Regions from separate parts of the Gossypium hirsutum genome. Here region 1 is linked to region 2. A link is a contact called in public Hi-C data. All regions are on one chromosome and are shown on one strand. Each heading gives the region's core, a stretch centred on a gene start, on an enhancer-like site or on the middle of the called end of the contact. The rest is flanking DNA. Distances are from core to core; before and after follow the strand shown. Region 1 has its middle 16 kb from the start of LOC121204217. Region 2 holds the start of LOC107955257 (probable pectate lyase 20).

The links. A called contact is a pair of places that touch in the nucleus more often than the background predicts.
Region 1: a contact with region 2 is called in a Hi-C map of leaf, with 2.1 times the contacts expected there. The contact joins the enhancer-like site here to the promoter of LOC107955257 in region 2. A contact is called at or near these places in 2 of 34 Hi-C or Micro-C datasets (both in leaf).

Annotation. Positions count from the first base shown.
Region 1 is chrA07:45,209,933-45,215,254 of Gossypium_hirsutum_v2.1, forward strand. It overlaps the pseudogene LOC107955229. Among protein-coding and RNA genes, the nearest start is that of LOC121204217, 16 kb to the left of the region's middle. Within about 2 kb of position 1,564, at least 7 of the 9 cell types and tissues checked have an H3K27ac peak or open chromatin away from gene starts, as enhancers often do. A contact at or near this core is called in leaf, where this site is marked.
Region 2 is chrA07:44,994,871-45,000,372 of Gossypium_hirsutum_v2.1, forward strand. It overlaps LOC107955257 (probable pectate lyase 20), which reads right to left and starts at 3,143. Exons shown (of 6, transcript XM_016890998.2): 1 at 2,918-3,143; 2 at 2,711-2,764; 3 at 2,459-2,530; 4 at 569-1,211; 5 at 376-479; 6 at 1-280. The coding sequence starts at 3,024.

The sequences.
Region 1 (5,322 bases), core at 314-2,813, 210 kb after region 2:
CAAAATGTTTGTTGCTTCAATCTCTATTTGGTGGGTGATCCGAGTTGGGTGTTGCTAGTGGCTATTTTTTATCTTTTTGAGGTGGTTGTGTGGTGTCTCTTGACTGGCAATTGAGGATGTTTGGCTAGTCTTGTGCTCCATTGTTTTCTCACTGTCTTGTAAGCAAGGTCTTTAGTGGAAATAAAGGCTCGATAAACGAGATTAGACGCATTAATTTTTTCATTAGTGGTTGACACCAAAATAACTAGTGATGATTCCTTCTTTTTTTCCTTTTTTTTATGTGGTTTGACGGTTTATGCTTGAGATCATGGTGTAATTGGCTTTGGCTATATGTCATTGTTGCTATGTCTGTGATGATTGTTGTTATATGAAATGAAACTTCTTTTTATCAAGTATATATATGAAATTTTAATTTTGATTTAATTATAAACATTCAAAGAAATAAATATATTAATTTATTTTTATATTAAATAACAATAATTATTTATATATGTAATATATAAATATAAAATAATACTATATTGATAATTATATTAATAGTTTATAACAATAATATCAAATCAAAATTGTATATATAAAATTTCATAAAATTAAAATTAATGTATAAAAATACATTTTATACTAAAATTTATGTATAATTTAAGTTTGGTAAAATAATTTTGGATAAAAATTTTAAAATTTTATTGGCCAAAACTTTCAAATTCGAACAATTAAATTTAGTGGCAAATTGGCCATCTTGTAACAATTTTCTTTTTAAATGAAAGAACAGCTCAAAGTTGAGAAGGAAAAGCAAACACTCTGAACTCCAAATAACAAAACTAAACGCAAGAAAATCGTTACAACTTAAAAATTGAAAATTAATAATTCATATGATCTGTTTCATGATTTTTATTATTTGAATGATGGTTGTCGATGGATGCTGCTTAGGCTTAGTTTGGATGGATGGTGTGTTTACCTTCGGTGAGGTTAAAAACAGTGGTGACGGTGAAATTAGTTACTGTAACGGTGAGATTGGATACTATAGCGATGATATTAGAAACAATAATGTGGTGTGTGTTTGGATTTAAACGCAGCTGTAGCGGTGAAGTGAGAATATAAAACGACTATTAAGGACATTAGATTAGAAATGACAATATATTTATGTTATATTATTTAATATAAAACATAAATTAAAATTATATTTTTTATAAAATGATAATTAAAATATTAAAATCATATACAATAAAATTTAAATATTTTTAAATTATATTTAAATAAAATAATAAAATATAAATTAAATTGAATTTATACTAAATTTATAAATAAAAATTATATATTTATTAAAAATTGTATTATATTAAATAATGACATATTAAACTTATATTATGTGTATTAAATAAAATAAATAATAAAAAAAGAGTTGGACCCTTATTTTTTAACTTTCAAATCAGTCCACTGGACCTTTTAACTCCAACCAATATTTGAAGTTACAGTGAAATGAGAAATACTTACTATGTGCTTGCCAAACAATTGTGCTGCATTTCAGTTCAAATTTTTTTACTCTTTAAATCTCACCACACTTGAGTTTGCAATGTCAGCTCTTGCATGCCCGAAATTGTAACTTGCTACAGCCATAAGCCACGCTCCCTTCTCCACCATTTCCACTTTCCCTCTTTCTTTCTTCTTTCTTTTTTTTCTCATTTCGTTCTTTTCCCTCTCTATATCGTATCAAAAAAATCATAATCGCCAATAATTGTCAGCTCAGGAGCTCAAACCACTGATTTCACAAAGGAGGTTGGCTACCAGGTATCATCATTTTCTTTTAAGTTTCGCTTATATTTTAAATTCTGTTATCGATAAGCCGTTGTTCGAAAACGTCGCTGGTTATTTATTTATTGTTTTATGTTTGATTTTTTTAGGTTTGTCGTACAGCGACGGTCTTGAAATGTGATTTTGAGCTTTTTTTTCCTTTCCTTTTTTCTTTTTTCGAGTTAGAGATAGGTTTGCTTATATTCTTCCTTTGGATCAACGGTCTGGAATTTGTAGAAGAGGAAGGTATTTGTTATGATTAGATTTGTAACTAAATTTTGGCATTGGATTGAAACTGATATTTTGTGAATAATTTGTACGTAATTTTTGTGAAAAGGATCTGCGAATTTGCGGTTTTCTTTTTGTCACGTATACATATGTGTTGGATTTGATTGAGAAATTGGGTTGCAAGTAGAAGATAGATGTTGGTGATTTGTGAAAGTATTGCTGTCGATTTTGAAGTTTAGCGTTTGAGGTGCAGGGAATCCTAGACTTTAACCGTGAGGTTCTGAATGCTAGCTGATACGATGAATGACTTAATTATGCATTATTAATTGGTGGATTGAAGTGAAAAAGAGTGGTCCAAGGAGCTAACACATTGTTGTTATGTAAGTAAACAAACCTAGGAACTTGTTTGGAACATGATCAGGAAAACGTCTGGCCCATCTGATCAATTAGTACAACAAGAATATACATATGCTGTTCCTATGTGGGGAAGAATGTAAATAATAATAAGACTATATCTGTACAGACAGGTGAGGAATTCTCCATGGGGTTTGTTCAGGAGTGTGTTGGCACAAGAGCCATTGCTAGACCAGATGCAGCACTGACACATGAGAAGAGAGTTTGGTTCGATCAGAACCACCAAATGGGGTATCAGGATCTTGCCCGAATTCAGTTGAAAAGAATGGATTCCAAGTGTGCTTCTGACATTTCTGATTTTGCATCTCTGAATGGTTCTTCTAGAGGGAGTGAACACGGGTCTTGTGTTGAAAAGATAGGTAGATACCAGAAGGAAGATGGTGAAATTGGACAAGTGACAAGGAAGGCTTATGGTGAACTGAATTGTGATAGGAGCCATCCAAATGGTTTTGGACAACCTACTACAGCCATTTATGCATGTGACTCTTCTAGTTCCAACAACTTTAGTGGGCAGGGAGCTACTGATGGATCTCAATCTTGGAAAATGAAACTTCTGTGCAGCTTTAGTGGAAAAATATTGCCTAGGCCAAGTGATGGTAAACTCAGATATGTTGGGGGAGAGACGCACATTATTTCCATTCAGAATTGTCTTTCTTGGGAGCAGCTTCTGAGGAGAACTTCAAATTTTTTCAGCCAACCTCATTCAATCAAGTACCAACTTCCAGGTGAGGATCTTGATGCCCTTATTCTGATGAAGACCTTAAGAATATGATAGAGGAATACCATGGGCTTGAAAAGCTTGAAGGTTCTAAAAAGCTGAGGATATTTTTGATTCCCTATGATGACTCTGGAAATGCATCTTCCCTTGAGGCAACGACCATGCACCAGAGCAATCCTGGTTACCAGTATGTGGCTGCTGTCAATGGGACAGTAGATCCGAGTCCTAGGAAAATCTCTGGTGAGCTCTGTTTACCTAGTGAAGGATGTCAATTGGGACCCAATTTGGATCCTAACCCTAGTTTCCCCAAATGGTGTCCAACTTCAGTAATCTCTTTGGACACTATGGGTGGTTTTAATGCATTGCATCCATCTCAGGTTTTCCATGATATCCAAAATATAGCCAGATCCCCATCTACTCCTATTTCTCCACTACCTTTCCAGCATGAGGAATGCAATGTTTGTGCACAATCAATTTCTAATAACGCCAGCTCTGAATACAACTATTCCTTCAATACAGCACACTTGAATCCTGAGATCCGCAGCACTATTAATCCTAATTATAAAGATGCCCTACAGGTTCCACCTGCTTTGATGAATCATAGTCACCCTTGCATAAGGGTTGCTGCCAACCACACATGCCAAGCTTATGGAGATCAGCTACTAAGCCCTGATCCCAGCAAAGATTCCATATTTTTTGTAGTTTTCAACAAAAGCAATGGTGATTACAATGGAATTTCACATGAAAGGTTTATGCACAAAGAAAGATCATTCCTTTCTGAAAAGCCCATCTCAAATGCTGGCAATCCATTAAGCCTGTTGTCAGGATCTGTTGATTCCCTGGATTCTCACCCAGGCATATCACATGCATTTTCAGATTCAAAGCTGCAGGACTGTGGAGGGAGGTCCGCTTACTGTTCACAAGAAGGAATGAGCCCATCTTCCCCTTTAAATTTTTCAAAGAGCCCATCACCTTCCCTTGTTTTTTCAAATTCCATGCAGGAAAGGTTGATGCAACAGCATGATAAAATTGATCTTATGAAGTGTGGTGCAGATAATTACTTGTTGGACACTGAATCTACATCAAAATCAAAACTGGATATGCAGAACTGCTTTCCAAATCCTGAACCTTCTGGCATGAATGAACCTATTCACAAGGGAACCAGTGACAGTAATGAAAAATGGCAAACAGCTAAAATTGATTTGAGTAAATTCAGTTTTGTGAGGCTGGACAATTATGAAGAATATACTGCAAGCTTGGACACCTGGAACAGGTCTTATATAAGTGATCCATTTTTGCATCAAGGTGGAAAACTTTATGAGGGGAAATCCCCTGATAGCAGTATGGGATATAACAACAAATTGTCTAATGCAGACTGCAACCAAACTTCTGGTTTTGCTGTAGGTACTCAGGAAAAAGATTCACAAGTCTCTCAGAAGATGGTTCCTTCATCCTTATCTATAAATAGTAACATAGAACATCTGCAAACCTTGGGAAAAACCACATCTGATATAGCTGAATCTTGTGGTTTCAATAGGAAAGTAATTGGACAGGGAGATACTACTTCATGTGCCAGGAACACTGAAGCCACATGCTTGTTTCCAAAGAGCATAAATGACACAAGACTTTATAGTAAATTGGGTGATCTTATCTCTGAGTCTTTGAATGGCCCTGTGTTGCATGAACCACCACAATCTCAGTTTGTTGCAAGTCAAAATGATATATCTAAAAAAGATATGCTTATGGGCTTAACCAAGTTGCACTCACCTACAATTCATGTTGACTCTGTTCTGTGCTCAAGCTTGCTCAATGAAGACCTTCATGCTATGTCACAAATTCCAGACAATAATGCAGCTAGGAAAGAGGTTCTCCTCATTGATGATGAACTTAATTATTCCAATCCAAATGCTGAGAAGGTGGTCCTCCTAGATCCCGTGCACAAGAATTCAATTGTAGAAGATCTTACGTTTTCTCTAACTGAACCTTCGAGAAAGAATCAATATCAAATCCAACCGGAGCCCATAGTTATGTCAAAAGATGTTACCACTAGTGTTCCTTCTGGGATGCTAGTTTCATCTGCAGTTGTCCCACATGTGGATGTGATCAGCACTGATATCATATCTCCTACGGGAACAGAGTTGGAGGATGCCATTGCAGATTCTGAGTCTAAGGTA
Region 2 (5,502 bases), core at 1,893-4,392:
TAAGCTAGAGGCCTTAGCGTAGCTGGCTGCTGCTCCTGCTCCTGATGGAGTGAAATATGCTCCATTTAAAAACATGTCTCCTTCTGACCTCCAATTCCAATGTCTCCATTTACTCTTCGATCTCTCCACTCTCTTTGTAACCTCTTTAGCAAAGCGGTTGAAAGGGGCAAGGTATCGGTTGCCCTGGCTGTTAATGGTGGGGTTTGCACTTCCACCAATGGCATACATCTCCCAGTGGGTGTAGTCGTTGTTCACTACATGAAAATATCCATGTCTACACCTGCAACATTTGGCAAAGATGGTTGAGTCAAGGTTAAAAAAGAGAAATTACAGTAGCGACCAAATTTAAGGATGCTTTTTTATTTTTTTTTTTACCTTGGCATTCTTTGGATAAGACCCTCACCGAAATGGTTATAAGCAACGGTCACTTGCATCTGCTTGTCTCTTACGTAAGAATCACTATGTCCCAACAACATAACCTATCATCGAAGTACTTGGACGAATTAGTTTAGTCGTTTAAAAACATAAATTTAGTTCAATATTGATAAACCGATGTGAATATTCTGACCTCGTTGTGGTGGGTGAAGTAGTTGTTTGAGATGGTAATTGCAGTGGAACCCATTATAGCATCAATGAGTCCATCAGCACAGTTAGAGAGTGAATTATGGTCAACCCAAATATGGCTTGCCCCAAAGATGGAAATGCCATCCCCATCAGCCATGGTCCTCCACCCGTAATGAGATGGGGAGCTTCGAACCATGGCGTTGCCGGTGGGCTTACAATCATGAATGTGGATTCCATGGATGATAATATTAGTGACATACTGGATGGTGATGCAGGCCCCATTAGCGATATGCACATTGGCACCACGACCATCGATGGTCTTAAAACTGTTCATTATAAGCTCCTGCTTCAACCTGATGACCATGTCACGCTTGAACACGATCCAAAGTGGGCGGTCCTGGATAACAGCATGGCGGAGGGTGCCTGGTTTGGGGTTCACAGGGTCGTCATCCCTAGGGTCAGTCACCACATAGTACCTCCCATCACGACCACCAATGGCGTTGCGTCCAAAGCCAATGCCACAGTTGGCAAGGTTCTTTCGCCTGAGATACCAATGCAGATCACATCGCCAGCAATCATCAACCGGATTCCCTGTTCCACATGAGAAATATCCCAATTTCCTCCTCTTTGTGCTATTTCTTATGCTCCTGCACGATTACCATAACATCATCATATATGTTGCTAGATTAATTAAATGAAGTGAGTTAATTAAGCATGTGGAAATTGGAATAGGATTAAATGATGATGGACAAAATAATGTGAATGAATCTGTTGAGTTGAGTTGGCCATGTGACATTTCGTGGGAGATGTACATACGGTCCATACGGAAAATTCGATATAATATTATTTTCTAAACTAGATTTTGCTACTTAAGGAAAATAGTAGTAAATGATAAGGAGGAAACCAGTTCCTGCCTGCTCCTGTTTCTATGTTTTCCGTCGGTGCGAAAAAAACAATAAAGGCAATTAAAAACATTAAAATTAAATACGATGGTGGCGGTGTCTATGAATTCAACTAGTTTTGTCAGTTATATGCAGCTACGTCAGTGTGGAACTTGATTCCCCATGTTTTTATTTACCATGCATCAAAATTAAGACAGATCTGTCTTTACAAATTTCTTTGTCTGCCTTCACCATATATATAAAGTTTACTTCATGTTATTATTTTTCTAAGATAAAATTTTAACAATTATTATAAAAACTTTTTATTAAAATTATACTAAAAGGAATCATTTTAACAATTAGAGATTTTATGCCTTTTTACTGCATGGAATTCATAGTACTACTTACTACCACTGTATAAGTTATAAAGTAAATGCTGTGGAGCAAAAGACAAACTGTCATTAACAACTAGGTTGCTTCCTGCATTATTAATTTTGTTTTTCCCTTTAAGGTCCCTTTTTTTTTTAATGAAAGATAGGGAAAATCCAACATGAAATAGGTGTGAACTGAAGATTTGACCTTGGAGAATGATAAAATGTAAGAGAAACTAAAATTTACAGTAAGGTTGAAATTAGTGGTTAACACTTCTAAGTTTCATTGACAGCAACTTAAAACGAAAATTAGATATGGACGTGTACGTGTGAAGATTTGACCCATCCTTTACTTAGTTTTGACTGAATTCTATAGAATGAAACACATTTTTGACTACTCATGTAAGAAAGAGAAACAACAGACAGTGGGAAAAAGACCTGTCAGACACAACACATATTAGGGCAAGTGTGAGGGGATCCATGTGAATCAATCAATCCTCTTCTCAAATTTCAAACATTTAATGCAATGTTTATGCTATAGATTATTTTCTCAGGAATGAAATAAAAATATTCATGAATTTGTTCATCTTAATGCAAAACTAGAATGAAAGTTAAGTTAGAAATATATGTGGGGAAACTCACATATGCACCATTGAAGCAATTTCCTCTGGATTGTCGACTGAGTGCTCATTTATCCATTGCTCATCCTCCAACCTGTTCCAATAAAGAAACTTGGTCAACCCCAAAATGCATTAAAACGAAACAATGAAAAGCAAAAACCAAGTAATGCATGCAATGCAAAAATAATTATAATAAAATCAAAAGGGCCTTTTAGTATTTATTTTTCAGAGCCAAAAGAGGCTGGTAGGAGTTAGTTGATCCAATCTAACTCACCCCTCTTCCATTGATGAGTTTTTCAAGCCCTGCAACTTGTTTTCTTCACTGAGCCTGCCATTACAAGCACCACAAAAATCAGAAGAAAACAAAAACCAGTTGCATTGAGAAAAAGTACGTTTAATGTTTTCCTTGACTGGAGAAGCTAAATGAAACAGAGGGGGAGAGCACTGGAAGACGAGCTGATTGTTTCCCGGGAAAATGTACCTTGAATTCAGCTCTGTTTTCTCTGCTGAGGCCTTGACACAAACGAAAAACAAAATAAACGTTACAAGCAAAGCAAACGAAGAGAGCAATCTCTTAGAAATCCCCATCTCTGATAATTTCTCTCTGTGTGTTCAATTTTTGCTGTTTGGATTATATGAAAATGAAGGGGAATGAAGATGAGAAAGAAAGAAAGAAAAAGAAATATGGAGTGTATTAAAAAAACACAGATAACGTAGTCTTTATATAGGGAGATACAACGACAAATAAAATAAAATAAATAAATAAAACAAAGTTAGATTGGATCTTCGCCATCGGCTAACTCCGTGAAGTCAAATTAAACTTTTTTATATATATATATATATATAGTGGCAAATTAACCTCTCTGTTTTTCTTCATTCATTTAATTAGTTTCTAACCAGGGCCTTCCCACTTGCCTCAATTAACCGTCGCTAACTGAAAGAAATTTAAAGCTACAACGTGTCGATGTGTCGGTAGGTCACGTGCCTGGCCATTTTTCCTTCTGACACTTCTGCACTTGCTCCATTTCTTCCACGCCAGCTTTCTTAAATTTTCATTGGATGGAAAATATTTTGGTTGATGACGGTGGAGAATTATTCGCTTTACGATTAAGCCACGTGGCCACATGGGCGACGTGGAAGTATAACTAAATATCAGGTAAATGTACGAATTGTAGGCTTTCATTATTAACTCTTCTTAGGATTTAATTATTAATTAGGGATGAATCGACCGCTGTCCTTTAATCTCGTACGGATACAATTTTAATTTTCTTTTGTAAGTTTTTAATAAGAATTCCTAAGATGTTTTAGCTTTAATACTCATTTTGTATTTGTACAATTTATATGTAATATTAAAAGTAAGTTCAAATATTATTTAAATCTATATACTATCACTACATTTGAAATTTAATCCGTTAGGTCATTTATTTTTTCAATTTGTAAATATTAATTTTATTAAAATATTTTATTAAATTCAAATTTATATGTAATATAATTTTTTTTATTTCAAAATATAACAACAAAGAAGTTAAGAGAAAAATTTTAATGTAATTAACCATTAACAATTGAATTTAAAATCTAAAAAAGATGAGAAATAATTTTTTGGAAATAAAAACAAAAACTTCACAAACTTATTTTAACTGTTAAAAATATGGTAACATCTAAAATTTGACATATTAAATATTATATAATTTTAAAAAGATTATTTTTTTAAAATTTTTATATCATACCAATTTTTTTTTGTTATTCCCCAAAAGAATTTAATGATTAAATGGAGCTCAAATTCATATCAACAATAATGTTGATATTAATATAACTCACACACTATTAACGTTGTTGAAGTCAGCTCCCATGTAGCAGCAAAGGTGGCCATGCAAGGAACGTGCTTCAACAGCAAAATTGGTGCAGCAAGCTGAAGCTATCCATTTAGTTTCCTTAATTGAATGTTTTGTATTTAGTTAGGATCAAACTTAGTTGGTAGCTGCATTTTGATGTAACTAAGTGATGAATGACAAGTTTAGGTAGCTGTTTATGTATTCAAACAAGTTTACCAAGTTACTAGGCAAATTAGTGGTGTTAGGTAAGTTATTAGGTGATAACTTGTTTGTTTTGCTGTTGTAATCTCTTATATGTATTGGCATTATGCCTTCTAAAAGTATGAATGAAAAATATCAGCTCTTTTCATTCAAAATTACTCTCTCAATTTCTTTGTTTTCCATTTGCATGTGTTTCTGTTCTTGCTTCTGAGTTTGTTTCTCCAGCAAGGCTCGAGGCTTGCCATACAAGCAAGATTGAAAAGCAGTCTGCTGCTGCCTCTTGCACCAACAAACGTGAGCAAATCAGAACTAGGCACATAATTTTAGCAGATAATTGCTACGACTCGTACCCACAATGAGGGCATGAAAGCCTTACATGACTTATTATTTTACAGCGAAAAGGATATTTCAAATATTAAGAATAATCATAATACAATAAATAAATAATGGGCCTAACATTTGGAATCAATGTTTATGATTTCATATGTATTCCTTTTTTTCCTTTCAACTACATCATCTCTTCCATTTAATTCTAAATATGTTAAATGTAAATATGAGTACTTGTGGATACCTTCCAATGTGTACAAAATTGAACATGGGTTAAACTTGTACGGGTTGGCTTGTCTTTCCCCCCAAATGAGCGCTAATGGTTCAACATTTACATCATACTGTTTGTTTGTGCAGACTTAAAATTAAAAGGCAAAAGTTAAATGTAAAAGAAGGAAGGTCATCTTAGAAATGCCAAAGAAAGAAGCACATGATGATGCAAAGAAGTGTAAATGTTATCTTAGTTGTTCAACTAAAAGAAGAGAACATGTCATTCCAATCAACCCACAACATATGTCTTGTATCATGAATCAATACTTTTCCGTGGAGGCTACTGTACTAGGTGTCAAATTGTATTTTTTGTTTATTCTACTCAAAAAATAAGTAAATTAGCCTCTATACATTAATTTAATGAGTAAATTGATCCTTCTATTAAAAATATTATCTATTTCTATTGTTAAAAATTAGTCTATGTACGTCAGCATGA